Linked DNA regions of Lactuca sativa: region 1 is linked to region 2. Evidence: chromatin contacts called from public Hi-C data. All regions are on one chromosome and are shown on one strand. Each heading gives the region's core, a stretch centred on a gene start, on an enhancer-like site or on the middle of the called end of the contact. The rest is flanking DNA. Distances are from core to core; before and after follow the strand shown.

What was found. Hi-C and Micro-C count contacts between places; a contact is called where the count stands out from the background.
Region 1: a contact with region 2 is called in a Hi-C map of leaf, with 7 times the contacts expected there. The contact joins the promoter of LOC111916033 here to the promoter of LOC111916036 in region 2. A contact is called at or near these places in 3 of 4 Hi-C or Micro-C datasets (bud and leaf).

What each region holds. Positions count from the first base shown.
Region 1 is chr2:160,713,500-160,716,491 of Lsat_Salinas_v11, forward strand. LOC111916033 (ras-related protein RHN1) reads left to right here and starts at 1,493. Exons shown (of 7, transcript XM_023911675.3): 1 at 1,493-1,657; 2 at 1,751-1,828; 3 at 1,942-2,109; 4 at 2,477-2,525; 5 at 2,706-2,779; 6 at 2,871-2,964. The coding sequence starts at 1,619.
Region 2 is chr2:160,420,822-160,423,657 of Lsat_Salinas_v11, forward strand. LOC111916036 (protein SET DOMAIN GROUP 40) reads right to left here and starts at 1,349. Exons shown (of 6, transcript XM_023911680.2): 1 at 859-1,349; 2 at 635-782; 3 at 434-565; 4 at 203-343; 5 at 1-124. The coding sequence starts at 1,013.

The sequences.
Region 1 (2,992 bases), core at 243-2,742, 290 kb after region 2:
ACAAACAATAAAGAATAGAGTAAATTACAAAATGGTACATATACTTTACTCACAACTTCAATTTTAGTTTTTTTGTTGAAAAAATCCCAAAATCATTCTTAATTTTGATTTCTATTTGGCTATTTTCGGCAAGACTTTTATATCCTTTTCTAAAATTTGTAATTAGTAATAGTGGTTAATATATCATGAACCTTTGAAATTATCTTTTTCTAGATAAGTAAAATGGTTCAATCTTATCAAATATCTTGTCAAAAGAAATACCCACAATTAAATGAAGTTCAAGTGGCTACTACATATTTGTAGTTTCTATGACAATATAGTCAAATTTCCATTTCTTTTTATTTAACAACTCTCCTATCATTCTAATAGGATCACCCATGACTTTGCTACGTAGACACCCATTATTAAACATGACAAGTGACAATATCTTGAACTCCAACATATTTTGTAGCAACTAAAGACCCATCAATGTCCACCTCCCTGTAAATGTAATACAAAGAAGAAATCAAATACTCAAATACCAACTTAAAAGGGTTGAAAATATACACATGACTACATGAGCTGTGATATAAACAGTTAAAAAAACACCAAAACCAAAATATGCAAAACTAATTTTATTGTATGAAATCAAAGAGGAATTCCATAGTACCTCATTCTTGATAACTGCAATCCATTTACCATGATCAACTGAAGTATATGGTCAATAATGTTTGTCTATTCATCGAACATGAAGAAATAATTATTAGCTAAAATGTTCATTTTTTTTAAACATCTAAAAAAATCAAGATAAGGTGAGCTTGTGTTATAAATTCATAGTACACTATGGTGGCATCAACATCATAGAAACTGATTTACTTATACGAAGAAATGATTACGTTTTTTGAATCTAAGAACCCGGTGATGATCGTTGCTAGAATTTGATTGTCGGGAGGAATATATCTGAATTGTTGTATAGAGATAATAAAATAATATACCTTTGCTATTGTATTTTATATTTTTAATTTTGTAATCAATACATGTTTTAATAAATATATAGTATTTGAATTTTATGTAGACTTATCTTGATGAAAACAATTATGTGCTTCAAGTTAATGCGTCTAATTGTTGATAACTTGATAAGGATTACGAGTTATCCTAATAAATTTGAATTTCAAACGAGGGTCATCTATTTTATTAATTATTAATAATACTACAAAATTCGATTCAAATGTCAATAGCATACAACTATAAATACATAATAAGAGTAATTTATTTATAAAAAAAAAATACGTAAATAAAGTCGTGAAATTACATTACATATAAAGTAATAATAATTTGAGACACGTTAAAAACCTTATCAAGGCTTTTATTATTAGCTAGGACTCTAGGTTAATTTATTAAAAAAATAATGATGATCTTTAAAAAGTAGAAATCTATAATATCACATGACATGGGTAATGTTCTAGACTAAAGCGTGTGTATTTAAAGACTTGTTTTATTCGTAATTTTGTTGCATTTACTCCACATTTTTAATATCGACCCAATTCCGTGTTTCAGCAATCAGCAAACCAACAACAATACACATCGCTTCTCTTTTGCTGCAAAAGAAAAACCTCTTTTCTCCCTCGATCGTATCAATATGGCGACGATCGGACACAATAATCTCAACGCAAAATTGGTAACTGAACTCCATCATCATCACTCGTTCTATTCCTGATTTGTTCTATTGTTTATGTTTGTTTGAAGCTTCAAGTTACGCGATGATTTGTAGGTTTTGCTTGGGGACATGGGAGCTGGTAAATCAAGTCTCGTGTTGCGATTCGTCAAAGGCCAATTTCTAGAATTCCAGGTTTGATTTTTGATTATCTGACTTTTTCCTCTTTTTTTCGTTGACTTTCTAGGGTTTGAACTTGGTGGTGGTTTCGGTTGTTGATTTCATCTGTTTGGTTGTTGTGGTGATAGGAATCGACGATCGGAGCGGCGTTTTTTTCGCAAACCCTAGCAGTGAATGATGCAACGGTGAAATTCGAGATCTGGGATACGGCGGGTCAAGAAAGGTATCATAGTTTGGCTCCTATGTACTACAGGGGCGCTGCAGCGGCAATCATTGTCTACGATATCACTAGCGCGGTAATTTAAGCTTACTAGAATCTTGTTCATATCTGTTTTCCTTTTTATGAAATTGAACTGTGGAGTCTTCATAACTTATCAGTGGATCATTCATATGGCTTGTTGAACTTGGAATTGTGGTGGTTTGTAGTAGTTGATACCTTATAGGATATAGATTTGTTAACTAAGAACACTTAACTGAGTTCAAATAGAATGAGAGTGCATGTTTCTGTTAAATTTTTTTCTTTCTTACATTGATATGGAATCATGTTTGAATTTCTAAATGCAATTATTAAAACATTCGCTTTTAGGTAATTCTTAGCATATCTTACTACTATTTCAGTTTGGATCACTGACTTTCACTTGCTGTTTTCCTGACTATGTTTAGGATTCATTTACACGGGCTAAAAAGTGGGTTCAAGAACTTCAAAAACAAGGTGAGCAGATTTCACTTCCTCCATAAATTTTTCAACTTTATTTCCATACAAAAACCAGTAGCCCTTTTCTTGGTTTTCTCCCAATTGATCTTGTTCACTTCTATATATTTTTTTTATCTTCTTTTTCTTCATTGTTCAAAATCTTGAATGAAGTTATATTTCATTGTGTGGGTTTTGCAGGTAATCCAAACATGGTAATGGCACTTGCTGGAAATAAAGCTGATCTTGAAGACAAGAGGAAAGTAACAGCAGAAGTATGTACCCTTTTCCCTTTTGTTTACATATAAGGGTATATATGTAATTATGTATATTTTAATTATCACATTTTCGAATTATGATATGCAGGAGGCACGTGTATATGCTGAGGAGAATGGTCTTTTTTTCATGGAGACATCTGCTAAAACTGCTGCCAATGTTAACGATGTATTTCATGAAATTGGTAAGGTTTTATAACTTGCAAATTTTAA
Region 2 (2,836 bases), core at 99-2,598:
CATCATCCCTGAAATCTTCAGACACAACTTGTTCCTCCTCGGGTGCAGCATAATTGAAAAAATCCCCAATCGGGCAAAAACAACCAGCAGCATCCCATGGAACATGCATTGTGCGCGAAGATATCTTCATTCAACAAAACCCTAATCATGTATTATTATATCTCAATCAAGTTTTACACATTTAAATACCAAATAAACTTACAGATGCAGAAGCCCATATCCATGCCTTGAAGCTCATGTAATGTGGCTTAAACAAAAGTTCTTCCATTATCACAATAGCACTTTCCCACTCCATTTTCGTCTTCTCCAATGCCTTTTCTGCAGCCCAAACAGCATCATCCAGCTGCCAGTTACTTCAAAACACTTCAGAATAACATTTTTTATATACTAAAACGCATACAAGTAGTAAATTGGATAATAAGTATATTCTCACTTGCAAAGCTTGAATCTCAAACTGATCAAAACTTGCTAATATATCATAATTTGAAGGAAATTGTGTCAAGTATGGATACCACGAAGAACACTTTCCCTTTCCCAGTTCATTCAGCAATGCCACAGTCAATATCTGCCCCCAAACTCATCATTCGTTATACGGAAAACAAAATACAGTTTCATGCAATTAATCGAGCAATACCTGAGTCGAAGACAGAGAAAACTTAGAGATTGAAATGGAGAGCTTATGATCATTCATCATTAGGGTTTGGGAGGTCATGAGAGCTGATTTTGGAACTCTGAGTATCAATTGGCCTTTTTGAAGATCACGCACTGCACATAATCCTCTCCTGAAAGTTATGATATAATCAAAAACAAAAAAGCACAGATACAAAATTGTAAATGGATTGAGAGATTTTATGTTACCCTCCGGCGTTAGGGAAATAGGATATGGTGAGAGATTTTCCCAAGCAACAAGGCGAATGAAGATGATTGGGGTTCTTGTTGTCGTCTGGAGAATCTGAAACTCCGAGTGTAGTTGCCCAATCCATGAAGTGTTCCAGTTTCGCTGCTTCTTCCATCTCCGTTGCTCCCCCTACCGGCGGCCGGCTACCGGATCAACCAGACAAGACAACCACCAAAAGCCTAAACGAAACCTCAAAAAAAAAAAAAAGCAACACTCGATAGGCCCAGTGTACTTAAGCCAACCTGGGCCAATAGGCCCAATATTTAGTAGATACTAAATATACTCCCGGGTTTTGAAAAATAGAATAAATTCGATCCGACAAACATGAAACAGGTCCCTAAAAAACCGAAATCAAGATGGACCTTCGAGATTAGAGATCAATATAAAAGACAAAACTAACAAAATGGTCTCTATAGTTTTTCATAATTTTGGCTGGGTTTTCAACCACAGTAAAATATAATTATTTAGAAAAAAAATTAACAAATGCTTATTTTTAAAAAAAAAAAAAAAAAAAAACAGAAAACCTTTAATTATTTAACATTTTGATTAGAAACATCTAAGAAACAAGTTAATTTATTCATTTTAATGTTTTCCAAGGTTGTAAAAATCGTTTGACGGTAGCTCGACGGTCGACTGGTGTTAAGGGATTAATTGGTCTTGGCGGGGATTAAACAATGATTAATCGGGGACCATAGATTATTAATAAAATATTAAAATTAATTAAATATTAATATATCTTAAGAAAAACAAGTACTTCAAAATTAGAAAATAAGAAAAATTGTAATTTGGAAATACGAAAATATGAACATTTTGGTATAATATTTGAAAATTTTAAAAGTTTAAAATTTTGGAGTAAAAAAAGAAAGTTGAATTTTTGAATTTTTTAAAAAAAAATTGACATTTTTTTGACTTTTTTTTTTTTTTTTTACTTTTTTCGACTTTTTTGACTTGTGTTAAGCGATTAATCCTGCCAAGGCCGATTAATCCCGCTAAACCCGATTAATCCTAAATTTCCGATTAATGCACTAATCCTCGACGGTTGGAGAACATCAAACGATTAATCGCCGATTAATCCCGATTTCTACAACCATGATGTTTCCTAATATGTTTACCAAGTCATGAAACCAAATCATTAATGATCCCAAAATAACTGACATTTTTTGTAGGTTTTCTCAAAATTGGTAAATAATATGTAAACGTATTTTTTACGTATTTATATGTAATTTTATGTATTTAAGATTTTTCTAAGTTTATATATATATATATATATATATATATATATATATATATATATATATATATATATATATATATATATATATATAATTTACGTATTTTTTATGTATTTTAAATGTATAAACGTTTTTTTTACGTATTTATATGTATTTATTAGTATTAAACATATTTTTTACACATTTTTATGTGTTATTTTTTTATGTATTACGTATTTATATATTTTTTAGGTTTTTATATAAATGTTTATGTTTTTTTATGCATATTAAATATATAAATATATTTTTTACATATTTATATGTATTTTTAAGTATTTTACATTTTTAATGTTTTTTTTATATATTACGTATTTACGGGGATTAAACGATGATTAATCGGGGACCATAGATTATTAATAAAATATTAAAATTAATTAAATATTAATATATCTTAAGAAAAACAAGTACTTCAAAATTAGAAAATAAGAAAAATTGTAATTTGGAAATACGAAAATATGAACATTTTGGTATAATATTTGAAAATTTTAAAAGTTTAAAATTTTGGAGTAAAAAAAGAAAGTTGAATTTTTGAATTTTTTAAAAAAAAATTGACATTTTTTTGACTTTTTTTTTTTTTTTTTTACTTTTTTCGACTTTTTTGACTTGTGTTAAGCGATTAATCCTGCCAAGGCCGATTAATCCCGCTAAACCCGATTAATCCTAAATT